Regions from separate parts of the Aphis gossypii genome. Here region 2 is linked to region 1. A link is a contact called in public Hi-C data. All regions are on one chromosome and are shown on one strand. The core of a region is the stretch at or near the end of the contact, and the rest is flanking DNA. Distances in the headings are between cores, read along the strand shown.

Evidence for each region. Hi-C and Micro-C count contacts between places; a contact is called where the count stands out from the background.
Region 2: a Hi-C map of whole body shows a contact between it and region 1, with 4 times the contacts expected there. The contact joins the promoter of LOC114121095 here to the promoter of LOC114121100 in region 1. A contact is called at or near these places in 2 of 2 Hi-C or Micro-C datasets (both in whole body).

The regions. Positions count from the first base shown.
Region 1 is chr3:34,098,457-34,102,169 of ASM2018417v2, forward strand. LOC114121100 (nonsense-mediated mRNA decay factor SMG5) reads left to right here and starts at 1,731. Exons shown (of 16, transcript XM_050203987.1): 1 at 1,731-1,858; 2 at 1,945-2,463; 3 at 2,919-3,141; 4 at 3,555-3,713. The coding sequence starts at 2,381. It overlaps LOC114121099, which reads right to left and starts at 1,592. Exons shown (of 3, transcript XM_027983268.2): 1 at 1,278-1,592; 2 at 1-218. The coding sequence starts at 211.
Region 2 is chr3:34,257,805-34,261,118 of ASM2018417v2, forward strand. It overlaps LOC114121095, which reads left to right and starts at 1,874. Exons shown (of 3, transcript XM_050204001.1): 1 at 1,874-1,979; 2 at 2,963-3,314. The coding sequence starts at 2,985.

The sequences.
Region 1 (3,713 bases), core at 481-2,980:
GCTCATCAAACATAGGAGCTTGATGAACAGTTAAAGATGTAGCACCTGTGTTATACATTTTTATTTTATTCATCCCTGAAAAACTCACTTTTCTTTTAGAAAATGTTGCAGTATTCTCATCAGCATCTTGATCAACTGTTTCAATTTCTTTAAGAGGTGCCCTTACTTTAGGTGGCTTTAAGATTGAACTAACAGACTGTCGACTAGCCATTGGTAATCTATAAAAATAATATATTTTATTAATAATAATTTTATAACCCAAATAAAAACTACAGAAAACAATATAATATAAAATTAGTAAAAAATAAATATGTTGTACTAAGCATATTAAAATAAATTGATTCTCTTACAGTTTGAAATAAAATTTATAACATCTATGAATAATTTAAAAATCAACATTTTAGGTGAACTTAGAATAAGAAAAAATACAAATGTTTAAGAATATTCTAATAGCTATACCAATCAAGAATAAATCCTCTTCTAAAATTTACTTTATAGGTAGGTAATCAAAAAGTCATCTAAGAACAAATCTTCAGATTGATTCAAACTACCAGATCATAAATCAAACAATCCAAAACTTATAAAAAGAAGCAAAACTTTTCTAATTATTAACTTATTCCATCTATTTGGAAACATTCCACCATAATATTAACCCAGTCTGGTGAGCTGCCAGACCTCCTTCTTCTTATCGTCCTAAAAGTCTTTCTCCATCCTTTCTCAATTTTTAATGGATTAAAAATATCATTTATAATAAGTTCATAGATTAACAGATATTATCTTTACGTCATTAGAGATAAAAAAATATTGTAAAACTGTATTTTCTTACGTTATCTCAGACCTTTAACCTGGAATGAAGTTCTACACAAAATCTACTCTCTCTTAGCTCCCTTATTTTTCACATTTTAATCCTTCTCTTGCTTACACATTTAAAATAATGCTACAGTACTTGAAACATCACATAGGTACCTTCACTTAAGTAGCAAACAAGTCCTAAATGTAACATAACTTTTACTTATTCTATTTTACCCATATACAAATAGAAAATATTATATTGTTTTGATATAATAATAAAAAAAAATTACTTATAACGTCCACACATACATTTCAAGTTCTAAAAAATCTATGTACCGCTGTAGCAATATAGCAATAACTATATTTTAATTTTTAATCTAAAACGAGACGTGTATGATAGTAATCTGTATTCAGTTAACTTATTTCTTAGCACTTAGTTCGATGACTAAAGGGTTAATGGTATATAATTTCAAACAGATACTTACCGAGGTTGAGCGACGATATAATCAGTAAATGGAATCAATGGAGCGGTCTGAAGTCAAAACCATTTAAGGCAGGCTCGAAAGTCATAAAAAATCGCAGAGTACTCATGTAATGAGACACGAGTATAACGTGTACATTTACCTGGAGTACATAAATATTAAATCAATAAGCTTAACGTTCAAATGGATTTCGTGTTTTTTGTTCGGTATGTGAATATGTGATAGAAAAACGACGCACTCGAAAACGAAACGAACAAATAAAATTAAAATCAAGTCAAAACCGAAAACAAATAACAACAATAACAACGCGAGCGCATGATACCGTTAAATTGCGCGTTTTTTGAATACCGATTACAGCCACCGATCGTCGACAAAAGATTCGAGGTTACAACTTTTGATGTTACGGCCACATCGTTGGCCGCACTGATCCGTACTGATAACGTGATGGCGGTACACACCACCTGTCCTGTCGTACACTATTACCACGGACTAAAGTTTTTCGTTATTATCGTAAATAATAACTCATACTAAATAGTAGTCGTAATAATTTAGAAATGTTATTATTAATGTTATTAGTGATTTAGGTAGTTATTACTCGATTCTCGATGTTTTAATCTGCTAAACCTGTTGTCGACATTGTTTCATTTTTTTTTTTTTTTTGTTTCCTTAGTTCTTTCATTCTCAGTTCTCACATTCTTGGCGTGTGACTTGTATCAATAGTTTTATAAAAACGACGACAATATCCGCGCTGTGGATAACTACAGCTCGTTGAAGACGGGATTACGGAAAAATTCTGGCTCGTGATTTCGTCTGTCACGGAATCCTATGCTACTTTTCACCAAGTTCGTTCCGTACACGAACCTACAGTGATGGCGTCAATGGACGTGACCTCTGCCCTTGAGTTTGCACCAATCGTGAACAAAAAATTCAACACCTGTCGATGGTTAAGTCAAGTCTACATGACAAATGCCGCTACCGATAACTTCCACTGACGATTGACAAACACCTGGTCAGATTGGAACCTACTAAAGTCTTTAAGTTTATTTGGACGAGAATATTAATTCTAAGTGTCCTGTGTAATAGTCTGTGTGTGCTAGAAGCAGCAAATGGTTGCCATGAAAAAATTGCATAACACTCGTGGAGTGGAGCCCACCACAGAAGCCAGTGAATCGGTCAGAAAATTGTACAAGTGAGTAAAAAGACTGTGTACTACCCTTTTTATTGTTGGATTGGCTTATGTTTTTCTCCCATACCCTAACGATGATAACCCATTAACAATGTGCCATGTTACTCATTCATTCAGTTTTAAAGCAATACTTAAAGTTTAATCCTGCAAGTAAATCATTGCCCTGCTATTTTTATTTAATTGTCACTGAACTTTAAATGTTTACCAAGTTTTCTCTTTACAAATTTATATTGGTTACTATGTATACAGTCATAATATTTTATAAAATAAATTCAAAAATAATATAATTGCTAGGTATTTTTCTTTATAGTTATTAAAATGTATTAAAAACAACAATCCAATCCATTGGGTTATACAATATTATTTGATAATTATTGAATTTTATGTCTACAATTATAATATACATTCATATTATATTATATGATGTCATTTAAGTTTAATGGAAACTTTGTTTTTAGGAGTATAAATGAAGTATCTCATTTTTTGGATGATCAACGTGGCCGGTCTCTGACTTGCAAAGATCTTTTTACTGTTGCTGTTGATACACAGCGAATAAAATTAAAAAACTATTGTGAAAGAATGATGCTTGCAGATCCATTAATTTATGGCCGGAAAGCTGAAGATATCATGTGGCGTAAAACGTATCATGATGTTTATTCTACTGCTAAACTTCTACGCAAGGTAAAGAAATAACTAAATCATTTATATATCATTATAATATAAGTGTGCCCCATCTTATTAACACGTTGACTGCCATATGGCCACCAGCAGTCATCTATAGTTTATCATTACTACCATGCCATTAGACTTCCATCAACCATAAATAAATTTGGTTTTATATTATTAACTTTTCTATGGCGCTACCATAATGCACTAAAATAAAAACCGTGGCGTAGCGGGAATCATTACAATTTTTTTTTCAAATATATTGTTAGGTATATTATATACCTACAAACTTGGGAGACATTGAAAAGTATGCTTGGCATATAACAAATACCTATTGAATGACCACCGACAGTCAACGTGTTAATAAATATACATTTATGAAATAATTGTGGTTTTTCAAAATACTTATTAAGACAATTTTATTTCAGAATAATGATTGGAATCAAACGGAATTGGCACTAATAGAAAATCATTTTCAGTCAGGCATTGGCAGTTATTATCATTTACTGTTCAAATTTCAAGCAGAAATTAAATTCAATAAGCCTGAATTATTTGATTTTTATCTATTAACAAATGATGATACTAAT
Region 2 (3,314 bases), core at 624-3,123, 160 kb after region 1:
TGCAATCATAATAATCATATTACAATTATCGTTTTCTCGTGGGTATAGTTAATAGTTATATGTAGTTCTATAATTCTGTTGTTTAATCTCGTCAAACAAATTTACACTTGAGACTTGAGGCTGCATATTTACACAAAATGTACAATTAAGATACTCTCATTGTATGTTTTAGACGCCTACCCGGTGTCGTTCCACGTTATAAAATGATTATGAAGTAATCCGCATGTGTCGGTGTTTACGTTCAAAGCGCTTTTTATTTATCATACAAACAACTAAAATGATAGAAAAAATACATTTAAAGGCAGTGTAACAACGTCAGATCCCAAACGGTATCATGTGACTATAGTTAAATACTATAGATATCCGGAATAGTATATAATTGAACCTTATATAGATGAACTAATCGTTAGTGTAACAGTGATAAATTAAGTTCTAGGACAGTGAAAAGTAAAAAATAATTTTTTTCATATATAAAAAATAATGGTCCAACCTAATAATATTTACGACTTTACTATGGCAATATACAGGCATTTGAAGTTGACAAGTAACGTCATAGAATCTATTCCCGTGGTGTTATACTTGTAAATATTTCGACTTTATTTACCCATTATTATGAGCGTAATACCTATTAAATTTATCGTATTGGATCTTTAGGCCCTTAGGGATATTTTTAAAGTTCGTAATTTTTTAAATAATTTAATATTATAATTTAGTTGACCATATAAGTCTATTGTAATCTGTGATATCCCCAGTCCCCAATTTAAAGTATCATAGATATTATTGATCTTTATTGAACACAATCATGATTATTCAGATTATTTATTACTTTATAAATCATATTATTCATAAAATATTGTTGTATAATAAGTTTAATAATAAGTAAGAGCAGAAATATGACTTCGTGTTGTGTATAATACGGTCGTTCGTCGCGTTCTGGCAAAATATATAATTTTTCTCTTTTCCAAAAAAAATATGAACATTTTGCTACGTTTAACAAGTGGGTGTATTTAAATTTTTTTATAAAAGAACCTTCAACAAGTACTAAAATATGTTCTTAACATTTTAGAGCTCAAGACATGAATCAATCTAATTTGCTCCGAAAACAGTTGATACTAAAAAAAAAATATTCGAGTACGTTTAAATGTTGATGCTGTTCCCAATATACCTGTTGTGACGACGACAAAGTGTATACCTGTATGGTCGTTTTGCGTAAAGCAGATTAGAATGTACCTACATACGTCCTATATACGTAGATGACTATCGTACAATTGCAAAAGGATAGAGCTTCGCAATTATAGGAAGGTACCTATAGCTATCGTTACTCGTTAGTATGTTACTATGTTAGTATTAACATTATATACATAATATACGTTAATATGAATTTATGCATACATTTATAGAGAAGAAACACACATTTTGATAAAGGGTTACCAGGTCTGTGAAAACTCTGCCCATACCCCCATCTCCTCTCATACTGGGTTCTCCGTATAATAATGATGTAATATGATTTTAAATTTGTATCGATGAACCTAAATAATTTATTCAAAAATATAAGTAAAACAAATACAATTTAACAAAATAAAATATTATAATATAATAAGTATACATATAGGTATATAAAATAAATTAAACAAATCAAATTGAAAGAAGATGGAATCCATCCCCCGTGTCCCCCTCAAGACTCATTCCAAGTACTGGATAATTAAACAATAACAAAAATATACACAATATTGTAATGATTATTTATTTTATTATAAATCATTAACATGAAACCAAGTTTATATCATATTTTATAATTTACCTTATTATTACTATAGTAACCTTTATCAATAATAATAAGTTTAGTATGATCATACAATAGTCGACAGCGAAAGTGCAATGAGCTGAGTTGCTGATTGCAACTATACTTAACATCTATATTCTGCGTTTATCCAGTTTAAATTTTCGTACAATCATGCGCAAAAGTCAACAGTCTTTGAGTGAGCATAGCTTTTTTACAAAATAAAATTATATATACCTATATTTATTATTATTGGTACGGGGCGAGCCAAGAAAACAAAAAATAGAAATAGTTCATGATATGACGTTATACTAAACTAAAAGTGCATTTGACAGTTCATTAGGTATAATTTAAAAACATTTAGGAAACGGAAATAGATACTAGATAGCAGAAATAAACGTATAAAACATACGAAAATTCGACAAAAGTATCCAAATAAAATTGCTGGACTACATTTTTTGACCTTATTCACTGTGAATTAGTTTCAAACGGTGAATGCTTAGTTTTATTTGGAAGTTATGAAAGGTCTACAATAATGCCATCATATTCGTCGAATCTCGAATATCGTTATCCGAGAAGTTGAACTTAAGCTCTAGCATAACGATGCTCCAGTTCACACGGCAACACTATTTTAATGCGGTTTTAAGCTGAAAATCAGATCATCGTCCTATCTAGTCCTATTCTCCCGATTTGGCTTTGGCAGATTATTTTTTATTTCCAAAAATCAAGTTGAAGACGAAAGGTCACTTCTTTGACGAAATTCTAGCGATCCAAAGAGCTTTACAGTTAAAGTATATAGTGTATACATAATTTCCACAAAATAAGTTCTTTCAAGTTCAAGCCTATTTGAACAGCTTTACTAACTAGCGATATAACGAGTATCGGAGTATATATAATTAGACAAAGACTTTATGTAGAGGATTATTTTAAATAAATTCGTTTATCTTTAAATCTATGTTTTTATTAAATTTATAGTTCGGGAACTTTGAGACATATACTATGTAACATTTAAATTATTTTAATAATAAATATACCAATATTATAATATATTACTATCATAATTTTGAGCTTCATCATATTTTATCAATTTAGTGTGGTGGTTTTAATCATAAATTAATTTACTCTATAGTATAAGATACTCTATAGTTTTAATACAAATACTGATTACTACTCGGCCCGCAGGTTTATAGGTATTTACATCATCATGCGTGAATCGCCTAACCTTACAGCTGCAGTTACAGCTTATTTGGTGCTGTTGCTAGTCGTGTCTGCCACAGCGGACGTCGACGAAGACGATTACCTATATACAAACTTCTTCCCGGAGCAGTTGAACCTGCAACCCTCAGAACTGGACACAACGGACGCGGACCCTGACGAAATTCACGAGCTTCTGTGCGTCGACTGTAAGGCCGTACCGAAGGCCACGGTCCAGGACGATGACAGCTTGCTGCTTAGGTCCACGACACAACGAACCGACCAAAGGTTGGGACAGACAACGGTTGTTAAGAAAAGCGGAGGTGTACCTTACTTGAAT